Regions from separate parts of the Gossypium arboreum genome. Here region 2 is linked to region 1. The links are chromatin contacts, called in public Hi-C maps. All regions are on one chromosome and are shown on one strand. Each heading gives the region's core, a stretch centred on a gene start, on an enhancer-like site or on the middle of the called end of the contact. The rest is flanking DNA. Distances are from core to core; before and after follow the strand shown. Region 1 overlaps LOC108461845 (protein argonaute 16). Region 2 has its middle 24 kb from the start of LOC128296236.

Evidence for each region. Hi-C and Micro-C count contacts between places; a contact is called where the count stands out from the background.
Region 2: a Hi-C map of leaf shows a contact between it and region 1, with 4 times the contacts expected there. The contact joins two enhancer-like sites.

The regions. Positions count from the first base shown.
Region 1 is chr7:52,017,232-52,020,927 of ASM2569848v2, reverse strand. It overlaps LOC108461845 (protein argonaute 16), which reads right to left. Exons shown (of 23, transcript XM_017761845.2): 15 at 3,695-3,696; 16 at 3,473-3,606; 17 at 2,936-3,001; 18 at 2,611-2,674; 19 at 2,324-2,435; 20 at 2,179-2,252; 21 at 1,945-2,039; 22 at 1,826-1,857; 23 at 1,287-1,727. The coding sequence ends at 1,558. Among protein-coding and RNA genes, the nearest start is that of LOC108461845, 7.4 kb to the right of the region's middle. Within about 2 kb of position 1,442, at least 2 of the 2 cell types and tissues checked have an H3K27ac peak or open chromatin away from gene starts, as enhancers often do. A contact at or near this core is called in leaf, where this site is marked.
Region 2 is chr7:52,057,119-52,060,846 of ASM2569848v2, reverse strand. No RefSeq gene overlaps it. Among protein-coding and RNA genes, the nearest start is that of LOC128296236, 24 kb to the left of the region's middle. Within about 2 kb of position 1,901, at least 2 of the 2 cell types and tissues checked have an H3K27ac peak or open chromatin away from gene starts, as enhancers often do. A contact at or near this core is called in leaf, where this site is marked.

The sequences.
Region 1 (3,696 bases), core at 193-2,692:
GGACCTTATCGTCTAATTAAAAAAATTACTAAGACCATCAAAGTTGGTTAGAAGAGTAGAAGCAAATAGAAATGTGGAAATTTTTATTTGGCCCACAAAGACCAGGTGTGGAGAGCTTTGTTTAGCTTCTACCAAACTTAAAACGGAAACACATACTAGTTCCTATTTATTTATTCATTAAATAACATTCTAAATCTAATCCAAAAAACACCAAGGCTAAAGTGGTCATTTCAGTCAGATTTTTCTCTTCTTTTTTCTCTTTATTGTAAAGCCTTTTAGTATAGTAGTGCAAAGTTGGATAGAGTATTATAGTCCAAAACAATTAATTTCGCCACAAGAAAATAAAAGCTTTTCTCAAAAAGGACAGTAATAATAATAAAAGTATTCAAACTCTAACGCCCCTCTCCCAGCAAAACAAACAAAAGCGATGAAAGTGATAATAATGAGGTGCGTCATAAATAATAAAAAAGCAGGTGCTTTTTGTGCTATTACCGGACCACGTGTTAGGAAATTAATGAACCTGATTAGGTGCAGAACCATACCTCTGGGTGATCTCAGCTGCAGCTGATTGTTAATGCTACGTGTCCATTCCATGCCGACGCGGCCATCCAAGTCACGACAAGGTCGTAGTTTCTGGCGATAAAGTCCAATTGACCCACGTTGACTTCTCCATATTCTATTTTTATTCTACTTTAGTTATTGGTAGGTATGAACAAAATTTAATTTGATTAAAAAAGAAATTAATTTTAAAAAATAAAAAATATTAACTTTTAAATTATTCAAATCAACTCGAGTAAATAATTGAAGTAAAATTTTGTAATTCTAACTCAAAATAATTTAACTAAAAATTGATGTAAATACTTTTTGTTCTTATCAATTTTAAAATGAACAAATTAATCTCTCAATAAAAATTATAAAAATTCCAAATATTTATAAAATTTTCAAATTTTACATTTTAAAAAATTCTAAAAATTTAAATTCAAGTAACATACTAAAATATCTTTTTTTTATTATTCTACTGTAAATTTTTTAAATATATATAATTTTAAATTTACATGATAACAAAAATTAATTATACTGTAATAATATTTTAATTTGAAATATTTAATTTTTAATTTAATTCAAAAATTTCACTTTATTCAATTTGACTTTAAATTTCATTTCACTTTATTCAACTTAACACTTACTCCTAACACCCCCAGCTCAAATCAAACATTTTCTTGTATTCACACTTTAAATATAGATCCTAAAAGCTCAAAGAAAAGTAGAAGTAACGGAAAAAAAGCTTTTCTATCAGAATGAAGCTTCTAAGCAATAACAGGATTTTGACTAAAGTAAGGTCTGAAACAAATATAAGATACACCAATGGCTCCTAACCCCTCAACATAACCTTGTCATGGTTTAAACAAAAACTTGTGCTTGCTAAAGCCAGCCAGCCTCAATAATCAATCACAAAAGCAAAAGCAAAAGCCTGGAGTTGTATGCTTTGTATACCCCTAGCCTACCCAAACTATCTACAGTTAGCCTAACATGTATTTACTGAAATGGGCGATCCCCTCAACAGAAGAACATTGTACTTGCCACATTCTTTTTCAGCCTCGGAAGGTCTGGCACAAGGATACTTCCTGTGGATGTTACGTTTCCTGAAGATGTTTCTGAATGTTCATCCAGCTTCAAAAATTGGCCCATCTGATATGCCGCAAGGTGAGCGTAACAAATAGGAGCCACTGGATATGAAATACAACCCAGGTTTATGAAATATTAATGAGACTGATACAAATGACTTGCTAAACATGAACAGGGTGTAGGATAAGGGGAAAATTACCTATTGAGACTGCTGCCGTGCTCCTTTGGTATCTGCATTTGGCAAAATGTAATTGATTAAAAACGCCTGCTACTTCCTACGATGTTAGAGATGGCAGATGGAGCTTATTCACAACTTACACATAGGAAAGACAGTGGATAAGATTCTGCAGGTCATTAGGAGAGAAACCTATCTCATCAAGCAAGACATGATAATGAGCTGGCCTAGATGTTCCCTGTTAGATTTGAAACAATGCAACGGAGGATCTTATTCACATGTATGCATATATTATTCAGAAGCAAAAACCAACACGGCTGCTACATAATGTCTCAAGATTGAACAGAGAATTTTGATAGTAACAGTAAATCACTTACAATCATCCCTGCATGAGCACACATGTAGAAATCATAGTTTCTCGGATGCACTATTTTTGTGTCCACTATTGTCCCTGCAGAGGAAAGCGAGAGAGTGAACCAACAAAGTAATAAACTAGAGGAAAATGAAATATCAGAAGCAAACCTGGTGGAACATTTTCAGGGGCATTAGCTTGGAATAATTTTGTATGATGATTCTTCTGAGCAACAACTACTGTGAACTTGGGAACATCAGACTCGCCCAGAAACTGATATGACTGCGTAAAGGATGTTTAACTATCTAAGAATTGACTATTATCAAGAGAATATGAGGCCCTCAACTAACCCTTCGCAGGATCTTGTAACACAATTAATATGCTGCCCCATAGCCCTTACTCAGGGAGATGATGGTTATATTGAGATGAAAAAGATAAACCGTAGTCCGGAATGTACCTTGATGATTTGCTCCAGCTCAATGTTTAATACTTGGTTAAACTGTGATTCACTTACTCCATCCCTAAGAAAATCGTCAAAACTAATTATTTAAGTGATGAATTAAATTGTTCAACCAACCATTCGTAAAGAGAGTATGATTGGTTCATACAAGAAAACAGAAATAATTACTTCCATTTTTTCTTTCACATCTTAAAAAGCAAATTGCTGACCACTGAACAAGCTCAGAAAACCAGTGAGGGGAAATATTTAAATTCCAACCAACTCCTATTAGAGCCATAATGTAATAAAATATACAGAAATCCAAAAACACAAGTGTACATACCTGAAGACGATAATTTGTTTTGGTTTGCGATTACCACTCGTTTTATAGAAATCAACAAGCAGTTCCCTTGCAACACAAAAAACATACTCAAATTTTCATATGAATAAATCTCAAATCATATCCAGCATTTTAATTTTACAGCACCAAAAGAGCCAAGGTTACAAGCAATCTTGTTGGTATCAACTCAACATATCATAATAGAAGTTATGCACGTGTCAGTGGCACATCAAACAACATAACAAATGAAAAATGCATTTTAATGCATTGTAAGACTACCCATTCTGGCATTCAAAATTAAATAAAAGTACATAAGAAATAACTTCAGATATGGGGCAAAAAATGTTGATTTCACTGACTGAAATATTCTTCTGGATCTTGTTTGGGACAGAACAAGAACAGAAGTCTTTGAAATCATGTGAAAAACAATATTATAATATTATACCATGAAATTATACTTAAATAATCAATTTCAAAGCCCTTAAAGGAAACAGAGCAATCAGCACACATGGAGTTCTGGATATAGTTTTATTAAACTACCTGATAATACCATCATCAACCTTTCCATCTGGTGATGGCTTATATAAAGCTTCAATCATCTCCATCTTTGGAGATTGTGTTCTCACAGATGCTCTGTACCTTGAAATCAAAGGCCAATGAAGCGAACCAACAACCTGATATATACAGTAGGTTTAAACAGTTGGATGTATCCTCACAAAATTAGGGGAATCATTATAATGCGTTCAAAAATTCAGAAATTACTG
Region 2 (3,728 bases), core at 652-3,151, 39 kb before region 1:
CACATTATCACATCTCCGACCTTTCAAATCTACCTATGAACTTCCGTGGTTTCAGTCAAAAACCATAAACCTTTTCAAATAACCTAAAACCATAAACCTTGAACCTAAATCCCAAAACCCTAAATCTTAAGGACAATACAAACCCTAACCTTGGGAGAGTGAAAGGGAAAGCGTGTCCAATTGGATGCACTTTTCCTTTCTCTCTCTTAAAAATGACCTATTTCTCCAATTAAAAAAAGGGCCTAATTAAAAAAATGGCTTCTATGCTAATTTAGCCAATAAAAATATATATATTTAAAAATTTTCTTTTTAAAAGATATTTTATAAATATTCAATCACACTTAATAAAAAAAATCAATGACGACTCTTGTTTTCTAAATAAAAACCTCATGTTTGAAAAATGAAACTTTTCATGTTTTATCAAATATGTCTAGCTAGCTTTTAGTTAAAAAATGGTTTCCTCAATTGAAATTATATTTTTTAATTACAAAAAATTGAAAAATCTTAAAAAATTAGATTCTTTTTCTGAAACTATATATTGGATAAAATTATATAAAAATTATGAAATTATAAAAGATATAGTGAAATTTAAAATGGTTTTGTGTATATATTTTTAAAAAAATTATACAATATTAAGGGTGAGGATGAGGTTAACATGATTTAAACATGAATCAAATAGATGTTTGATAAGAACTTTAAATGACTTCTTTATATAAGTTAAGGCTATTTTAAATTTTTATTTTACCTTAAAACTGTAAAAATATTGCTTGGAAATAATAAAAAATTTACTCCTCAACACCATCAATTTTTCGACAAATTAACTTCTTTTTTCAATATTCCAACATTCCTCACCAATTTTGGAAAAGAAAAGTAATCATTCATTTTAAATTTTCTCAACGAAAAACTATCTAGTTTTTTGGAAAATGAGAATTATTGGAATATTTAATCATTAATTCAAGCAAAAATAATATTTTAACATTTTAATTTTAGGAAAAAATTGTAAATTTATATAAAATAATATGTTTTTAATATTTTTGAACTTATATAGGTTAATATTTTTATAATTTTAGGTTTTCTATAATTTCAACACTTTGGATTTATTAAAATATTTTTTGTATTTTAGCAAAAAAAATTTAGGATTCTCTAACAAATCCTACAATATTTATTTTTTCATAAATTATTAAAATATATATATGTTCAACAAAATAAAATTATAGAAGACCTAAAATTATAAAATAATTATTGAAAAAGATATAAATTTTATTTTTAATTTTTTTAATTTGTATAGTTTAAAATTATAAATTTCAAAAATCTTAATTTTTAGATTTTTTATTTTCTAAAATTTTAACAAAATTTAGATTTTTTTTGCATTATTACAAATCTATTTTTAAATTTAAAATTATTTTTTTCTTTTAATAAAATTATTTGTAAGGTTTTTTGGGTTTTTTAAAAAATTGTTATTACTTGTTATTGATGTGTGATTTTAATATAAAATTGTTGTAACGATTGGATTCAACATATTAGAAATAAAAGGATTAAATTTATTACTCAAGATTTACTTGGAGCCTAGATCACATAGGCTCAACTCCTGCTATCCTTTACCTCTCTTCAAATATTGTAATTATAAATTTTTTATTAAAATTAAGCATAAAGGCTAATTGCATGAGTTGAGTAAAATACAGGGACTAATTATAAAATTTGCCAACTTGTCTTTTCAGAGTGTTTCTTTGAAATGATGAAATTGCCCCTTAATCGTGTTCACGGGGTTTATGAAATAGTAGTTGAGGGGTATAATTGTCTTTGAAAAGTTCATTTAATGATCGATCGGAGCAGCGCGCGAAATATCTATTAATTAATTTTATTTATTTCAGTTTTCTAGTCCATCACCGAAATGAAAGGAAAGCCAGAAATCGTCGCCGTCAAATGGAAACGAGCGATTGTGCAATCTGGACCATTGCATTAGAGTTGGGTGTGGGCCCACTAATCCTCGTAGCCCAAAAAAAAAAAAATTCTCATCCTAAACATACAGAAAGAAGAAGGAAACGCGAGAGGGTGAATACGTGGGATATTTAATCGACGAGGAAATGTCTTAGGACCACGAGATAAACAAACGTGAATACACTCAAAATCGTGATACGATAACTAACACTCAAAATTTCAAAATGAGAGATAAAATATAGAATTTATTATATTAAATGGAGTTTGATTGGTTGAATGTAATATTATAGCATGAAATGATATTATAATTTTATAATTATTAATATTTTAATTATCTCATAATTTTATATTATAGAATAGTGTCAAGATGCTATAATATACAAAAGAATCTTATTACAGTTTTTTTAAATATTTAAAATTACGAGTAGAATCTAAATTTTAAGATAAAAATATATTTTTATTATATTAATCTATATAATTTTAACTACTTTACAAATAAATGGCAAAAAAAATTACATGAATAGATTGATCTTAGGAAAAATTATGAGAATATGCCATTTTTTGGGAAATGGTTCTAGTTGGAAACATTTTTCCCTATTTTTCAAACTCAGATTTTTTAAATTAAAGTTATTGGTTTTAGGGTTAAGGTTTTTGGTATTTAAAATAAAGTTTAAGGTTTAGGGTTTTTTCATATTTTTAATTATTTATTTTGTAATAATATTTTAAGATGTTAAATAATAATTTATTTTAAAATTTAAAATATTGTATTTACACCAATCGTATATTCTAATTGGAAAAATGAATTGGATTCATAATTGAAACTCGATCTACTCGGCAAGGATGAAATATTAGTTATTTATTGTTTTCACCTTCTCAATATTAGTTTGATCTGATTTTTTGATAAATTATTTATTCTCTAATCTATTATTTTCGAACAGTTAGGTTCAAAAAATATATCCCGGGAATCGTGGGATATATGATGGGTTTCTTGGAATAAGGCTGGGGTTGAAATTTACAAAAAGAAAACACTCTAAGTAATGCACTATCATTAGAAGCACTGAAAGAGCATCCATCTGGAATCGTTTTCAGCTGATACGATACTGAAAATGCTTCTAGTCGGACGCTCTTTCAGTATTTTTGCTGACAATGCGTCCTACTTGGAGTGTTTTCTCTCTACAATTTTCAACTCTTTACTAGACTTGGGGGAATTTTCTGAACCAATTGCAAATCACCTCTGGTCTATAAAACCAACTTAATTCAACATCGAGTGGCAAAATCCATTTACGAATTAATTTAAAAGCATCGTATTTACACCAATTGTATATTCGAATTGGAAAATTGAATTGGATTAATAATTGAAACTTTTTCCACTCGGTAGGGATGAAATATTAGTTATTAATTTTTTTCGCCTTCTTAATATTAGTTTGATCCGATTTTTCAGTAATTTATTTATTCTCTTATCTATTATTTTCAAATAGTTAGGTTTAGAAAATATATCCCGAGAATCCCAAGATATATGACGAGTTTCCTAAAATAAGGTTGGGATTGAAATTTATAGAGAGAAAACGTTCCAAGTAGGATGCAATGTCATCAGAAACACTGAATGTGCGTTCAGCTAGAAGCGTTTTCAGTTGACATTGTATTGAAAATGCTTCTAGTTGGATGCTCTTTTAGTTCTTTTACTGACAATGCGTCCTACTTGGAGCATTTTCTCTCTACAATTTTCAACTCCCCACTAGGCTTGGGGAATTTTCTGAGCGAACAACGAGTCACCTCTGGTCTATAAAACC